Regions from separate parts of the Triticum aestivum genome. Here all the other regions are linked to region 2. Evidence: chromatin contacts called from public Hi-C data. All regions are on one chromosome and are shown on one strand. Each heading gives the region's core, a stretch centred on a gene start, on an enhancer-like site or on the middle of the called end of the contact. The rest is flanking DNA. Distances are from core to core; before and after follow the strand shown.

What was found. Hi-C and Micro-C count contacts between places; a contact is called where the count stands out from the background.
Region 1: a Hi-C map of leaf shows a contact between it and region 2, with 6 times the contacts expected there. The contact joins the promoter of LOC123099737 here to the promoter of LOC123096486 in region 2. A contact is called at or near these places in 3 of 5 Hi-C or Micro-C datasets (all in leaf).
Region 3: a contact with region 2 is called in a Hi-C map of leaf, with 2.6 times the contacts expected there. The contact joins the promoter of LOC123096488 here to the promoter of LOC123096486 in region 2. A contact is called at or near these places in 2 of 5 Hi-C or Micro-C datasets (both in leaf).

What each region holds. Positions count from the first base shown.
Region 1 is chr4D:99,243,143-99,246,070 of IWGSC CS RefSeq v2.1, forward strand. It overlaps LOC123099737, which reads right to left and starts at 1,466. Exons shown (of 8, transcript XM_044521839.1): 1 at 1,165-1,466. LOC123096484 (a long non-coding RNA gene) reads right to left here. Exons shown (of 3, transcript XR_006446623.1): 3 at 2,459-2,928.
Region 2 is chr4D:99,963,569-99,966,409 of IWGSC CS RefSeq v2.1, forward strand. It overlaps LOC123096486, which reads right to left and starts at 1,368. Exons shown (of 9, transcript XM_044518228.1): 1 at 446-1,368. The coding sequence starts at 673.
Region 3 is chr4D:100,520,595-100,523,294 of IWGSC CS RefSeq v2.1, forward strand. LOC123096488 (MACPF domain-containing protein CAD1) reads left to right here and starts at 1,252. Exons shown (of 7, transcript XM_044518229.1): 1 at 1,252-1,816. The coding sequence starts at 1,553.

The DNA.
Region 1 (2,928 bases), core at 216-2,715, 720 kb before region 2:
AAAGGTTGGACTGGCTGGAGCAAGAGGGTTGCTTAATGCTTTGTACTAACTCCGTCCAGGTTTATAAGGTCCACACGTATTTTAAGAAAAAGTTTGACCGTTAATTTGATTATTGATAATATGCGTTAAATGCCACAAAAAGTACTCCCTCTATAAACAAATATAATACGTTTTAGATCACTACTAAGGGAGTATATCACTGGATATACCTTCCAAAGAAGTTCCCAATGGTATATTTTGGTCATATAAACTCATATTTTTTGATCAAGTTAATGATCAATTTTTTTTCTTAAAATAAGCGCGGGGATTATATAAACCCCAAACAGAGTAGTACTTTTTATATTTTCCTCTGCCCTTCCCTGCTGTATTACCTTTTTTTTCTCTTGTTAATATAATGAAAGCAACCATGTTTGTTTCCATCAGAGAAAAAGACCCTACATATGAACTACAGATTTTGTGCCAAGAGAGCAAAGTGGTAGCAAAGACAGCTCTAGCGGAGGAGACGCGACATTCTCTATCCGCCATCCAATCTGCTTAGCCTATTAGCTGTCCCTCGACGGCGTTGACTCTCATTCTCCTCCCTTGCAATGTTCAGGATCCCCGCAAAAGAAAAAGGGATAAAATCAACTCCACAAGAAGAAGATGAATGAAGGACGAAGGTACCTGGTCTAAATGCATCAGATCTGATAATTTGTTTCCTTGTTTACATAATTAATTTATTATTGCACTTTGCTGCCTTTTACTAGCAGGCACTAATTCTCTAGTTCATATGTATGGAAGATATTGCATATTCGGGTGGAGTAGTACAGTAGAAAGCATTAAGCAATCCTCTTGCTCTGAGCAGCCTAGCCATTTGCCAGCCTAGTCTGAACAAGCCTCCCTAGCCATGCATGTAGCATCACCTAAGGCCTAAGCTAGCTATGGCTCTGATAATTACAAGTAGAGTACTTAGTTTGCATGATTGGCTGCCAGAGTTAGCGTATACTCCATATAATATATATGCACAAACAAACAGGCAGAATAATAATACACAAATAATTCAACTTGCTCATCAGAAACAGCCATTTTAGTTGGAGCTTGCTCCATGGACGGTTATGAATAATGTGTGCATACATATTGGCTACTTAGTTCAGATGGATCGCGTAATCGACAGACAGGTTGTACCTGGCTGTGCTGTCTGGGACGACAATGACGAACAGTCGCGTCTCGATCGGCGACGCCGCAGTCAATGTCGTAGACGGTGCAGATGCAGGTGCAGGTGCGGCGGGGCTCGATCTCGTTTCAGTCCAAGGAAGAACCAATTCTGGACCGCCAACACAAAGTTGTGGCGTCCGGCGGTAAGTAAACCCAGATTCGGGTAGGGTACTGATTTAGGGGCTGGAGTCAGGTCGTGAGAGGTGTGCAGATTATCTTCAACACAAGGGGAATTCCTTTTTTTGAGAAAAACACAAGGGGCAATTTTGCAAGCAAAACGGCGAGACGACCTAAATGTTGTGGCCCATTTTATTAAGGATGGGCCTCTAATGGGTTGCATAACTATACCATAAATATCCCTGGCCCAAAAATACCGCCGCGTGTCACATCATCACTTAATAATCCAACGTGGTGCCTTGTCACCATGTTCTTTCTTTTTAACAAAGTACGCCTGACACTTGCATACACTCATCCCTATGAACGCACGCACACCCTACCCCTATGAGCACCTCCGAGAGACCCAGCCGTCATAACACCTTAAGATTTACGAAGTCACCACAGGAATGAACATCGCCGGAAAGACTGAAATAAATCCAGAAAAATGCGTGCGCCAATGCAAGTCTAGGACTTGAACCCTGATGAGCTGGGAATACCACTACGGCGGGCTTATGCCGGCCTGAACCTTATATTACCAAAAGTGAAGCAAGTACAAAGAGAGTAGAGAGTTACAAGAGGATTCGGAGGAGAAAAAAAAGAAGATACATGATAGCTATAATCTCGCAGCTAAATGAGACAACATGGTCCCCCAATCCCGCATAAGGGATTGTTTGTCGGGGTTTTTACATCTGTGAGACCAGAGAAGAAGGTCCTCCGCAGCATTATCAGCGATTAGGTGAATGCCACGATCTTCATTCCTAAAAACCTTCACGTTGCGACGTTTCCAAGTCACTATGTTCTTTGAAATAATTGTTTTCTGTCATAAAATTTATGTCACCTTGTGTTGAAGTCGTTTTTTCAAGGAAAAAAAACAGGCCAATTAAGTGCTCTATGGAAGAATAATGACGATTTTGGAGCATCACCATGACGGAAATATTTTGCTATAGATGCAACATATCCATGATGAAACAGTTCTCGTCATGGAAAATTGATTTCCATCATAGAAATTCATATGCATACATGTTTATCAGACGACTGATGTTTATTGAGTCATCATCCCTCATGTCTCAACTTCACGCATACAACCTTAGTTTGGGCAGATATCGCATACGTGTAAATTTTCTGCTTGACTGAAATATAACGGTTGGTACAAGCCAATGATTTGGACTCTAGTGTGCCACATGGTAATGAGATCTCCATGGTAATCATAGGGTAAATGCTGCAACCTGCTACTAAGATAACATACATTATTTGTAGAAGACTAGAGATAGGATGATCTGAACTCTGAAGTCGCCGCTCTAACAACCACATTGGCCTTCGGAGCGGTGTAAAATGCTCCATGAACCGATAATCTTCAGTTGTCCCCAACAAAAATATATGCCGCTTGTGGACGGAAGCAAGCCTCACACACACAAAACAAACGTTGATCCTTCACTTAATTTCTCATGACAATGGTTGTTGGTTCTGAACAGAGGCTGTTGAACTAACTGGAAGGGCCATCAACCTTTCAGTCGACACAGGACTGTCAAAAAACGTCTTACATTATGGGACGGAGGGAGTAACTGACTTCACCAGATC
Region 2 (2,841 bases), core at 118-2,617:
TAGGAAAGTCGGGGAGTTTGGCGGCACCCCTGTCCTTGACGCAAAAAGGGAAGTCGGGGAGTTTGGCGGCATCACTAGCGATAGCATGATATAGCATACAAAAAATACGTAGGGCATTATGGTAGAGCCAAACAGAATGGGAAGCATGGTAAGTATGAACTGAGCAGCAGCACTGCCCAATTGCACCTAGCAGGTTATCCACACAATATTTCCATGACCTAGAGGACGAATCCGAAGAACTGAGAGGAATCCTCGTAAAACCATCCTAAGACAGCTACATAGACATGATCTGGAGAACGTGAGACACAACTAACAAGGGTACAGCGCCGTGCCCATGTCCTTGATGCGCAAAGGAACACGGAGCTTGTAAGCAAACGATAGAGCAAGGCAAGCATAAGGGTTAGAGAATCGGAGCATGCGGAAAAAGAAGGGAGTAGCTGGTTACCTCGCAGCCGACGCTGCACCTGATGAGGCGCTGGACGTAGTGCACGACGGCGGCGCGGCGGTCCTCGGAGGAGACAGACGGCTGGATCCGGCCCACGACGGCGGCCGCGGCATCCTCGAAGGGCCGCCAGGCGTGGGCGGAGATCGAGGACGGGTCCGGGTTGGCCGCCGCCGCCGCATGGTCGGGCTCCTGCACGAGCACCACGGCGCACTCGTGGATGTCGACCATGGGCGCCGGAGCTCGCTCGCTGGCTCCCTCGAAGCCCCCGCAGCCGCGACTCCTCGCACGTAGACGAGGCGCGGAGCAACCGCCCGACGGGGGCGAGCCGGGCCGAGAGAGGCGACGCCGGAAGCGAAGCGCCGGACAACGGCGAGCCCCCGGACGAGCGCGCGGCGGGGGCGGGACGATCGGCGAGGGCGGAGGGGAGGGGAGGGGTCGCGATCTGGGCGCGCCGGGCCGGCGGCGAGGGGACGGGAGGGGATAGGGACAGCGGGATTAGCGGAAAAAGGGAAGACGGAGAAGAAATGGATTTTTAATATGTGACGGGAGGAAAAAAGGGTCAGGTTTTTCTCCCTCGCTCGCCCCCGCCCGCGGCTCGTCGCCTCTCCTCCCTGCTCCCGCGCCGCGCGTGAAGAGATAGAGAGAGAAGGGGATGACGACGATGACGTGTTCTCCGCGTGCGCGAGGCTCGATCGGCACGCACGCACGGACGCAGCGGCAGCGGAGGAAGAAGGGAGGGGGAAAGGGGAAGACGAAGAAGAGAGGAGGAGGCGGCTTGAAGCCAAGATTTCCTTTTCGTCCTTCTTTTTCTTTTCTTTTCCTCCTTTTTTCCGGTTGCCGGAGAAAAGATCTCTCCCTTTCCTTGTCCTGCTCCCAGTTCTTGATCGGCGGCGTCGCTCGGTTTGCTGCTAATGCTAATGGAGGCCGCGCCGCTGGGTCTTCTCTCTTGCCTTTGGATTGCGTCGTCGGTAAACTCTGGGGACAGTTGGGAGATGTGCGACCGTCGACCCACGGAGGAAGACTTTCCAGGCCCCCCGTGTTGGTGGAAGCTGCGTCGCTTCAAACCCATGCACCAAAATAGAATGCACTGACAGCTTCATGATCATAGTAATAGCCACCGATTGGCCATCATTTTATGGTTTTCTAGTATTCAATCCCTCCGTACTCTGTGGCTGTGACCAACGACTCTAGATTTTCTATGGACGGTTTGTTACTATGTAGCGGTGGGCAGAGTGTGCGGAGTGCTGCATTGGGTGTTATTAGTTCTCGAGGCAAATGGTACGTTAGGCAAGTAGCCAGTTCACGTGGTAAAAATGGTGGGCGGTAAGTTGCCGCCAAGGCGCCAACCGACATGGCTATTAATATTGCCATGCAGCCGTGCTCTATATATGTGTTATGTCCTAGCATGCTTTTAAGGAAAAAACATGCTCTATGTAACAAAAACGATGACTAACTGACGTCAGATGTTTGATGACTCCCAACGAACACTTTGCGGGTTGTTGGGTGTTCCGCACGAATCTCCCTGCGCGGTGGCTAGATGACTCAGCTGGAGCGAACCGTTCACTCATTCGTTTCGTCGTGGGATGTTTCTCGCAGCCCCAACCACATGAACACGTCATTGAATGGGTCACGTCATTGACTAGGTGAGGGGCGGGAAGACACATACACTTCGCGACTACGCCGTCGTCTTCCTCCCCTTTCCATTTCTCACCCTGGTCGTCGCCCCTCTCAGCTCAAGCTTCGGCCACCACTACCTTCTTCGCCGAGCTCCGACCACCACCATTAATTAACCGTATGCGGGTGGCTACGAACTATAGATGCTATCGGACCACAGGAGGAGATCACAGCGGCCGGACCAAAGCCTGCATCTACACGGCTCTAGGTCGTCTCCCCCGCCGCCCCATCCTCCATATGGAATCGTCCCGACGGTCCCTGCTACTGATCCTCCATCACCCCCGTCATCGCCCATGCCCTCTGGCTATGTAGCTCTCCATCGCCGACTGCATCGACTTTTGCGGCACAACGGTGGTCAAGCGGCGGGTGGCGGCCGCAACAACGGGTGTCGGTGTGGGCGGTCCTACTGGTGAGTCCGTGTGGCTGCTACCTACTACCGCTCCTCTTTGGTGACCACGAAGAGGATATGGCGCAGCGCATCCCTGTTGTCCACCCATTGTGAATTCCTGGTCGTGCAAGCGGTGGCGCTGCTCCACGGAGATGTGCGACTATCGACCCACAGAGGAAGTCTTTCAAGCCCCCCTGTTAGTGGAAGATGCATTGCTTCAAACCCATGTACCAAAATAGAATGCACTAACAACTTCATTATCATAGTAATAGCCATCGTTTGGCTATGGTTTTAGGGTTTCTAGTATCCCGCAAACTCATGGCCAATGGCTCTA
Region 3 (2,700 bases), core at 2-2,501, 560 kb after region 2:
AACCGACTCCCCCTGGCTCTTCAAAAAATTATCAGGCCATTCGAGCCTTCAAGTATCCAGAGCATGGGGCCGCCTTCCTCTGGCCGGCTATCCCCAGGGCCGACTACCAGAAGGCGACCCGGCCTCAGAAACCTTCCCAAGGAAAGCTACGAGATGGCCGACTCCAGGAAGCCGGCCCCAAGAGGACCGACTCCCAGAAGCCGGCCATGAAGAGGGCCGACTCCCAGAAGCCGGCCAAGACTGCACCCACCAAGACTGCATCCACATAACGGTGATAAGACGGGGCGTGGCCGCAGTACAGCCCACTACCCCCGAATCCCGAAACAGGCATGGCCACAGGGCGCCGCACGGGCCAGCCATCTCCCGTCCGGCGCGACACTGTAGCCATGTTGACCTCGATGTCACCCACGACAGGCGCCAGTACTGCCCGCGGGCGATGGACCCCTTTAGCCAAAGAGACGCTCGAAGGCGGCCCGGCCTCCCCTAGTCGGCCGGGGGCGTAGCCGACTCCCAATAGCCGGCTACCTCCCTCCCTCGAAACATGTGCCTCATTAAGGAGACAAGACAAGGTGACGCTACAGTGAGAGCCCGCAAGACGGCGGCACTGTAGCCACGCTTACCTCGACAAAGCCCTCGTCATCAGAGGCGAGGCAACAGTAACCAGCCGCCGACAAGGCCCCCAAGCGGTGGGGTCGGCCTGTCGGCCAAGAGGCCGGCAGCTGGCGGGACCCACCAGTCGGCGGGCCCCAATGACCGGCGGAGAAGCGGGGAGCACAGACACTGACGGCTGGGACCCGCGCCCAGCCGGATTACCATTGTACCCCTGGGGGTAGGCCTATATAAACCCCCCGGGACACCCATGCAAAGGGTTGATCTCATAGAGTTTCACACACCACATAGAGAGAAAAGGAGAGCCGGCCATGCCCTTCTTCTTCCCCTAGCCAAACAGCTCAAGAAGCACTTGTAGCTACTTGTATTGATCTAGTGATCATGCGGAGACCCCGCAGAGCAGGACTAGGGGTGTTATCTCCACGGAGAGCTCCGAACCTGGGTAAGATCCGCCGACGTGCATGTCTTCACCTTATTCCGTTTTCAGACACCGATAATGTTTTACTGGCTCCCACAATGATAAACCATCCCTTGGGATATGTCGCACAACCATAGCAGACTCACATTCGATAGACGTCCCTGTCAGACTTTTTCCCAATTCCACGCTGCAACATCCACTGTGTGTGTGTGTTTGCCAGCGACAAAGTTGCTAGGAAGACCCGGCGAGTCTTTCTTCGGTCCACACGAGCCTTTATCCCCTTCCTTGCTTTTCTCACCCGCGTCCCACCGAAGCACCGGCGGAAATTCTCCTCTCGTCGCCTTCGCCTTCGCCGTCGTCGTCTCTCTTCCGCTCTACTTGCCTCGGCTGTTCTCACAGTCTACTTCAGGTCCTTCTTGCTGCCGGAGAAAAAGTTGAGGATCTGCGAGATGGGTTCTGCTCGCCCCGGAATTCTCGGCGCATCGTAGAACCCGCGGGCGTTCTTGGGCCGCCACCAGTCCTGAAATGGAGGAAGAGGGCGCCCCGGCGCTGCGCGTGATCCGGAGCTCCATCGACGCGCTGGGGCGAGGGTTCGATGCCACCCACGACACCAGGCTGCTCTACTGCAAGGGGTCTCGCCTCGTCGACGTCGACGATGGCGAGCTGAGCTCCAGGGATCTGGTCATGCCTGACGGGCTGACTGTCCCCGGTGTGCCCAAGGATGTCGACTGCTCCGGTGAGAGTGGGGTTGGTGTACCGGAGACCGCTGGCCCGTGCGCCTTCCACGAGGTGCCGACGACTGACACTGTTCATTGTGTTTTGTCTCTGAATTTGGTCGTTTGTCTTTTGTTAATTCATCGCTAGCTGCTTGATTAACTGCATGCTGTTTCTAAACTGTTCTTCGTATCCTGGTAGTGTCAGGACATAACCGGATGCACGCACATGCTATGTAGGAGTACAACTGTACAAGCTGTGCCAATTCCAGTTTTGAACTACCGCATACTTGTTTCATAGCTTTCAGCTGAGCGGCTGACCCGACGCTACTGACGGATAAGCCAAGGTTAATAGTTGGTCTAATTCCGCGATAAAAGAGCTTTGTTTCCAAACAGATTTGTCCATCTGTAATGGAGATCACATTGGTGGGGATATAGGCCGATACATCTCCAGCTTGTGTTTCAATCACGGGTAACGCAGTGGAGCTACCTGCACCTGTCTGGTCTGATCATTTAGCGGCTCAGCTCTTTCTAACCGACGGGAATGTAAATAGAAAAAATCTCCAAAACCTGTAGATTCGCATGAAGTTCCGTTAGTAGTTTAGGTCGGGATGAAGTACCTTTGTCCTCTGCAAAGATCATAAGATCCGATGGAGTTGGATTGATTTCTCACATCTACTAGATCAGAGATCAGAGTCAGGGTAGCTCGTAAGTGAGCCTAAGTAAGCAGTGTGGTTCGAGCGGATCAGTCACTGCTGAGTTCTGCTTTCCTCACAGAGTTGGTTTTAGCTGGAACCACGCTCTTGCCTTCTTCTTGTGTCCCTTGATTATTGATCTGACAAGTTAGGTTAGAGAATACTGGTGCCTTTTGATCCACCCTTAGGTTTTAAAAACAAGACAGACCTTCATGAAGATCTTATATTTTTGAATAAGATGGACATTTCCACATTAAGGTGAAAT